Linked DNA regions of Anas platyrhynchos: region 1 is linked to region 2. A link is a contact called in public Hi-C data. All regions are on one chromosome and are shown on one strand. The core of a region is the stretch at or near the end of the contact, and the rest is flanking DNA. Distances in the headings are between cores, read along the strand shown.

Region 1 (3,448 bases), core at 641-3,140, 110 kb after region 2:
AGGTTAGTATTTTTGTTCTAAAAGTATTCATATAGCAGCATGTAGATTTCTTTCCTTGCTTGCACACTCAAGTAGATCCTTACACAATACTCATGATCAGTGCACGATGGGAACAATACATTTCACATTGATGTAATGATACAGTAGCAGTTATTTCCCTACCCCAGACCCACTCAGAAATCCGAGTCTTTTCAAAGAAAATAAATAACGGGGCGGGAGGGGCGGGGGCCAGCCCGGGGCCGGGCAGCTCGGCCCGGCCCGGCCCTTCACAGCTTCGTTCCGTTCCGATCCGTTCCTTTCGGATCCGATCCGATCCGTTCCGATCCGATCCATTTCGATCCGTTCCGATCCCATCCGCGCCCGCAGCTCCCGCACCGGAGCCGGGCTCCCGCTGGCGGCCGCCCCCCCGCAGCCGGCGGGGCCCGCAGGGGTCGCTTTTTTTGCCCTTTTTCCTTTTTTTTTTTTTGAAATTTTTTGTTTTTTTATCCCATTTTCCCCCCTACCTGCTCTTTGTCTCGGCCGCGCTGTCGCCGGGGCCGGGCCAGACCGGGGCTGCCCCGCTCCCCCCGGGCGCCCCCCCCTCCCCCGCCGCCGCAAGCCTCTGGGCTTTTTTTTTTTTCTTTTTTTTTTCCTTCTTTTTGCTTTTTTTTTTTTTTTCCCCACCCGGTTTCGCTGCAGCCGAGCTGAGCCAGCCCCGGAGGACGGGAATATTGGGGAGGGGGATGATGGAGAAGGAGATGGGGGGGGAGGGGCGAGGTTTCCGCTCCGCCGCCGCTTTGCTGGGCTGGGGAGGGGGTCGGGGGGGGTCCCCGGTCCCGGATCGGAGGGGGGTCGGGGGGGGGCAGCCCCGGGGGCGAGGCGGCGGCGGCGGCGGCGCTCACCGGTCGAGGCCGATGAGCAGGCGGCCCTTCTCCTCGGCGCCGCTCTCCTTCTTGAGGTCGGCGAAGACCTGCGTGAAGAAGTGCGGGTCGGCGTTGACCTGCAGCATCTTGGGGCTCATGAGGTCGATGATGGAGAGGCAGCGGTCCCAGAAGGCCTCCTTACAGCTCTCCACCAGGAAGGGCTTGAGCGGGTAGGAGATCTCGTTGCCCATGTAGGAGTAGGAGAGGTACAGGCAGGTGAGCAGCACTGCCTGCAGTTCGTGGTCGCTGGCCACCTCGGCCGAGATGACGTCCCGGCACAGCATGTAGAGGAAGACCACGTTGGCCGGCGTGATGAAGCCCTGGTCCTGCCAGCCCTGCAGCAGCAGCGAGCGGTCCACGGAGCGCAGCCAGAGCACGGGGTCGGTGGGCGAGAGGTGCTTCAGGCGGTAGCAGCGGCGGCACAGGAACTCGCCCAGGCAGCGCAGCAGCTCGCTGGTGGACGCCTGCACCACGACGCGGCGCGGGGTGGCGGCGGCGGCGGGCGCGGCCGCGGGGGCTTTCTGCGCCGAGGCGAGGGCGGCGGCGGCGGCGGCGGCGGGGGGCGGCGGGGCGAAGGTGGCGAGGTTGGCGCAGGAGAGAGACTTCTTCAGGTTCTCGTTGTTCAGGTGGGTGACGTTGCTCTGGTAGCCGCCGTTGGGCTGCACCTTCTTGGAGCTCTTCTTCTTGGCCGAGACGGCGGCGATGCGCTTCCAGGGCAGCACGGAGATGAGCGAGTGCCGCTTCAGGCCCTTCTCCTTCGCGTTCTTGCTGTTCTGCACCGCCGTGTAGTGCCCCACCGTGGCCGCCCCCTCCTCGAACAGCGGGGCCTTCCGGTAGCTCGGCGACAGCGACAGCACCGTGCCCATGGCGCCGGCCGCCCGGCGGGGCCCGCCGCCCGCCCCGGCCCCGGCCCCGGCCCCGGCCCCGGCGCGGCCCCGCGCTCGCTGCCCGCTCCGCCGCCGCCGCCGCTCAGCGCCGCGCCTCGCCCCGCCCCGCCGCCGCGCGCGCTCCCGCCGGCGCAGTGCGCGCCCCCGCCGCCCCGCCCCGCCGCCCCGCCCCGCCGCCGCCACGTGCGCCCGCCGCGCCGGCGGGAAAAGGGGCGGGGAGGCCCCGCCCACCCAGCCCGAGGCCACGCCCCCGGCCGCGCCCCCTCGGCGCCGCCGCGCCACGTGCGGCCACCGGGGGGGGGGGGCGGCGAGAACGGGGGGAGCCGGGGGAGGAGCCCCGGGGGGACCCCGGGATCGGGGGGGGGAACCCGGGGGAACGGGCCCGGGGCCGCGCCCAGCGCCCCGCCCGGTAACGCCGCCGCCAGCACCGGGCGCAGCTCGGGGCCGGCCCCGCAGCGACGCCCGCAGGCGGTGCCGGGGCAGCGCAGCCGCTGTCACCGCGCCCCGGGAGGGACGGGGTGAGCGGCCCCCGAACCCCGCACCTGGGGCTGAGGGCACGGAAAAAAAACGAGGTCGAGGCCCCGGCCCCGCTGCTGCTGCCGGTGGCGGGGCCGGAGCTGGGCGGTGCCGAGCAGGCAGCAAGGCCCTGAGACCCCCCCAGCTGCTCCCCCCCCCAGCACCCCGGGTTTTTCCAACACCCGGAGCCCCACGGCCGCAGCTCACAGCACGAGGGTCGCACCTGGGATCCCCGTGCAGCAGCTCAGGATGCCGGGCGGGGCTGGAAAAGCTGCACCCGCAGCGAGGCCCCAGGCCAGAGAGCAACGGTGCTGCAGCCAGGCCCCACACACCCCCCTCTGCACAGGAACGAGGAAATCCACGAGGAGCTGGTCCCTGGTGGGCTCCTGCCCTCCCATCCCCGCAGCCAGCTGCAGAGGATTCCTGCAGCAGAGGGGCACTGGGGCTGTGCAGGGCCAGGCCCAGGGGCACTGCTCTTACCAGGAAAGCCCCCGGCTGTTAAAAACATCACCCGAAGCCCTGCAGCATGAAACACACCTTCATGTGAAAGCCTGGTTTTTAAGTCAAGCCTGTGAAGGCTAAGCTAAAAGGGTTTAACAAGGCTTAACCTTTGAGATCATTTGGCCCCAGTTTTAATAGGGTTGGACACGGAAGGCAGGTGCGCGGATGCCTAGTAAAGCCCAGCTTCCCTCGGAGAGCTGGAATGATGAGTGTGCCATCGGGACAGCGGCCCCACAGCCACATGCCCCAAACCCCTTGCCATGCTCCTCCTGTCTGCTCTCTAGCTGCTGGTTTGGTCTTCCCTCACCCTTTAGATGATGGCCAGAGCTGGACAGCGCCCTCGCTGAGGACACATGCAAGATCTCCACCTTTTTGTGCTGTCTTCACCTCAGCACCTTGTTTGTGCACATAAGCACCGCACACACACAGGCTCCATGAATGAATTTCCCCTCATTCACCTACAATCAGCAACCTAAATCAGCAAGTCACATCCACAGCTAAGAACCCCCAGGGGAAAACGCCACTTCAGTGGCATTACAGTGAACTGGCCAGAGCAGCTTTTGGGAAATACCTTATGAGATATTTATAGTTAAAAAAAACAAACAAAAAAACAACACCTACCAAGAAATCCAGGAACACATT
Region 2 (3,168 bases), core at 547-3,046:
TTCCAAGATTTAGACTTCAGCTAAATGAGATTTAGAAGAAAGAGAAATATTTTTATATAATCTTCTTATCAATGATTGTTCAATTTTAACAGAAATTTATCTGTGTTTTTTGTTTAGTTTGGGCAGCATCTTGAATTAAACTTTGTAGCAACGTATTTTGTACTTAACAGAAAGAACAGAGACAGATGAAGGCAAAATGGCTCAGTGTTTGTTTCCTGGCAGGCTATATACGAGCGCCTCTTTTGTTGGATTGTGACGCACATCAATGATGTGATCGAAGTGAAGAACTACGACACTACAATACATGGCAAAAACACAGTCATTGGTGTCCTGGATATTTATGGCTTTGAAATATTTGACAACAACAGGTGAGACATACTGTTAAAGCACAGTGCTGTGCCTTCTCCTTTCCCAAGTGAGAAAACTCACCACCTTCTTTTTTTTCCTTATGTTTTTGCAGTTTTGAGCAATTTTGCATTAATTACTGCAATGAAAAGCTACAGCAGCTCTTTATTCAGCTAGTTCTGAAGCAGGAGCAGGAAGAGTACCAGCGAGAGGGAATTCCCTGGAAGCATGTGAGTGATTTGGCAGGGGAGGGAGAGGTTGGTTTGAGGTCAGTCGAGCAGCATAGGTCACACATGTAAAGTTGGTCAATGAGTAAGCTCCTGTTCAAGTCAATGGGACATCTGTGTCCATGCCAATTGTACTATCAGGCTTGCTGTCTGGAAATCAGACTGTGGAAAAAGATAACCCGTTATCTTGCAACCTATTTTTATGGTTTTGGAAAACAGTTGATTCTGGATCTGTGTTTAAATTTCTCATGGCATCTCTGTGGCTGAGTTCCTAATCTGAACACTTACGTATTTTGTATAGTTGTAGATATTTGGGTAGAAAAATTCTGGGCATTCTGTTCAAATTCCTTTCATGATGCAAAGGATTGGATGCCCAGCTTTTATCACTTTAACTGTTTGCAGATGAATTTTTAAAAACATTTTAAAGTGCATTATGTAGCAGTTGATTTTTAGGAGATGTCACAAAATTAATGTGAGGCATGTGAAGATTACCACCTCTCTTTAGTGGCAGAAGAATAGCCTACTTAGTTTTGAGTTAGTATTCTGCATATTGGAAGCTGATTGTTTCACCTGTGATTGGTGTCCGATCCCTCTGTCAGACAAATGGTGCAGTTCAATCAGTGACTAACACTGGTGCACTTCTCTTTTACTAGCCAAAGTCACAAGTATACGTGTTCATTTGTTTTTGTGTTTGTTTTTTTTTTTCTTCTTCAGATTGATTACTTTAACAATCAGGTCATTGTCGACCTGGTAGAGCAGCAGCACAAAGGGATCATTGCCATTCTGGACGATGCCTGCATGAATGTTGGAAAAGTTACAGATGAGATGTTCCTTGAGGCTCTTAATAACAAGCTAGGGAAGCACGCACACTTCTCCAGCAGAAAGGTAATGTACTCTTCTGTATCTTGTTTCTTACCCTATGTGATGCTTTTTCCATTATTTAGACCTAACAGAATAAGGAAAAAGATTTGAAGAATGTCTGAGGTTCAAACTGTTGCCATAGAGTATGAAATGAAATGCCTAAGAGCAACTGCAGCTTTTAACTACAGAAATAGGCCATCTGGTCTGGGTCTGGGTAAGGCACCTCCTATGGCTTTATAGCCGGTAGAGGGAGCTCAAGTATGTCCAATGTGAGATCAATTTTATTCAGAGCATAAAAGAAGCAGGAGCTTGTGCTTTGACATACCATGATGTCATCTGTAACCAATTGAGGCACGGTTTTGGCTCACGTGGCTTTCTTCCCAGGCTGCTGTAATACATAGTGACGGTGAAATTATTCACACTTCTGCTTTATTACAGCACTGTGGGTTGTTTTTTCATCGTCATTGGCTACAAAACATGTTCATCTCCAGTTGTACCTATGATCTTCCAGGCCACTTGACTTGCTTTGTTTTTGGTACAATGTATGAATTAAAAGGCTTTATTCCTCACTTGGCAGCATAACGAAAACATGGTCACCAGCCTGATTAATTTGAGAATCCTTCACACCAAATTTCATTTATGAAATAAATTTCAGTTTATTGATGTCTGTCTGCTAAGAAACATTGTTTGGAATATGTCATTCCGAATGCTGGTTCCCCCCTTCTCCCTCCCACCCCAGCATACTGTTTTATGTAGGTCAGAAATATAAAATTAGCATCGTTGTATAAGATATGTGCTAAAGACTGCCTCCAGGGAGGCTGAATATAAACAATAGATCTGGCTGTGGCTTGTTTGAGCAGAGGCTAGGAAGAAAATAAAATCAGTTTTTCTTCCAGATGTGGTTTTCCTTATGTGCACTTTAGCTGTGGCACACCTGTCATCTCGTCTGCCACATGCATTTTAGCTGAGGGAGAATCTTGCTTTCTGTGTTAGCCTCGATTTTATGTGCTTAAGCAGCAGATGTGTTAACCATAACACATTCTGAGTAGACTCACATGAGATCAAGCGTTTTCATGAAGCCTAGTTCGGGTGTCTATATTTTAGTGCAAATTGCTTGCTTTGGTAGTACTAACAGTTGTGAACAGTGAAGCCTGGGGGAATGGATTCTTAAATCCTCTGCAATGGGACAGTGCGGGCAGTGGTCCAGTTCTGGAGCTGCCTAGTTACTAGGTAGAGGACTGGTAGAGGACTTCAGTTTCTGTTCTGTCATTGGTACTATATCTGCTAAGGTGGAGTGGTTCCATCACAGAGAGAGTAGGTGCTGCATGGATACCATGGGGAAAGAGGACTGAATTTCATAAAGCATGTGGCAGGTTATAAAATGAAAATTAAAAAAAAGAATCTGCTCAAGTCCTTACCTTCACAAGTCCCTTCAGAGTGTGGGAAACAACAAAAAAAAAGTGTGTGTGTATATATATATATCTCCAATTGCAGTATTCCTCAGTAGGGGGTGGCATTGTCAGAAAACTGCACAGATTTGAAGGGAAATGAGGAATACTGTTTTAAATAATGTTTATGGTGGATACGATGTATCTTCCTGGCTTGCTAATTTCTAGTTTAAATCAATATAGCCTTGAAAAAATTGACCTGTAAAATTCTCAGCATCATGATTATCTTTCCCCCTCTCTCATGTCTTTGCAGATGTCCTTTAGATTATCTCAGATATCATGTTCAT

The links. A called contact is a pair of places that touch in the nucleus more often than the background predicts.
Region 1: a Hi-C map of subcutaneous adipose tissue shows a contact between it and region 2, with 2.7 times the contacts expected there. The contact joins the promoter of CDK5R1 here to the enhancer-like site in region 2. A contact is called at or near these places in 4 of 8 Hi-C or Micro-C datasets (liver, skeletal muscle and subcutaneous adipose tissue).

The regions. Positions count from the first base shown.
Region 1 is chr28:6,223,797-6,227,244 of IASCAAS_PekinDuck_T2T, forward strand. It overlaps CDK5R1 (cyclin dependent kinase 5 regulatory subunit 1), which reads right to left and starts at 1,891. Exons shown (of 1, transcript XM_027445222.3): 1 at 1-1,891. The coding sequence starts at 1,768. The coding sequence ends at 878.
Region 2 is chr28:6,110,460-6,113,627 of IASCAAS_PekinDuck_T2T, forward strand. MYO1D (myosin ID) reads left to right here. Exons shown (of 22, transcript XM_027445220.3): 9 at 223-368; 10 at 461-575; 11 at 1,287-1,457. Among named protein-coding and RNA genes, the nearest start is that of MYO1D, 46 kb to the left of the region's middle. Within about 2 kb of position 1,797, at least 2 of the 8 cell types and tissues checked have an H3K27ac peak or open chromatin away from gene starts, as enhancers often do.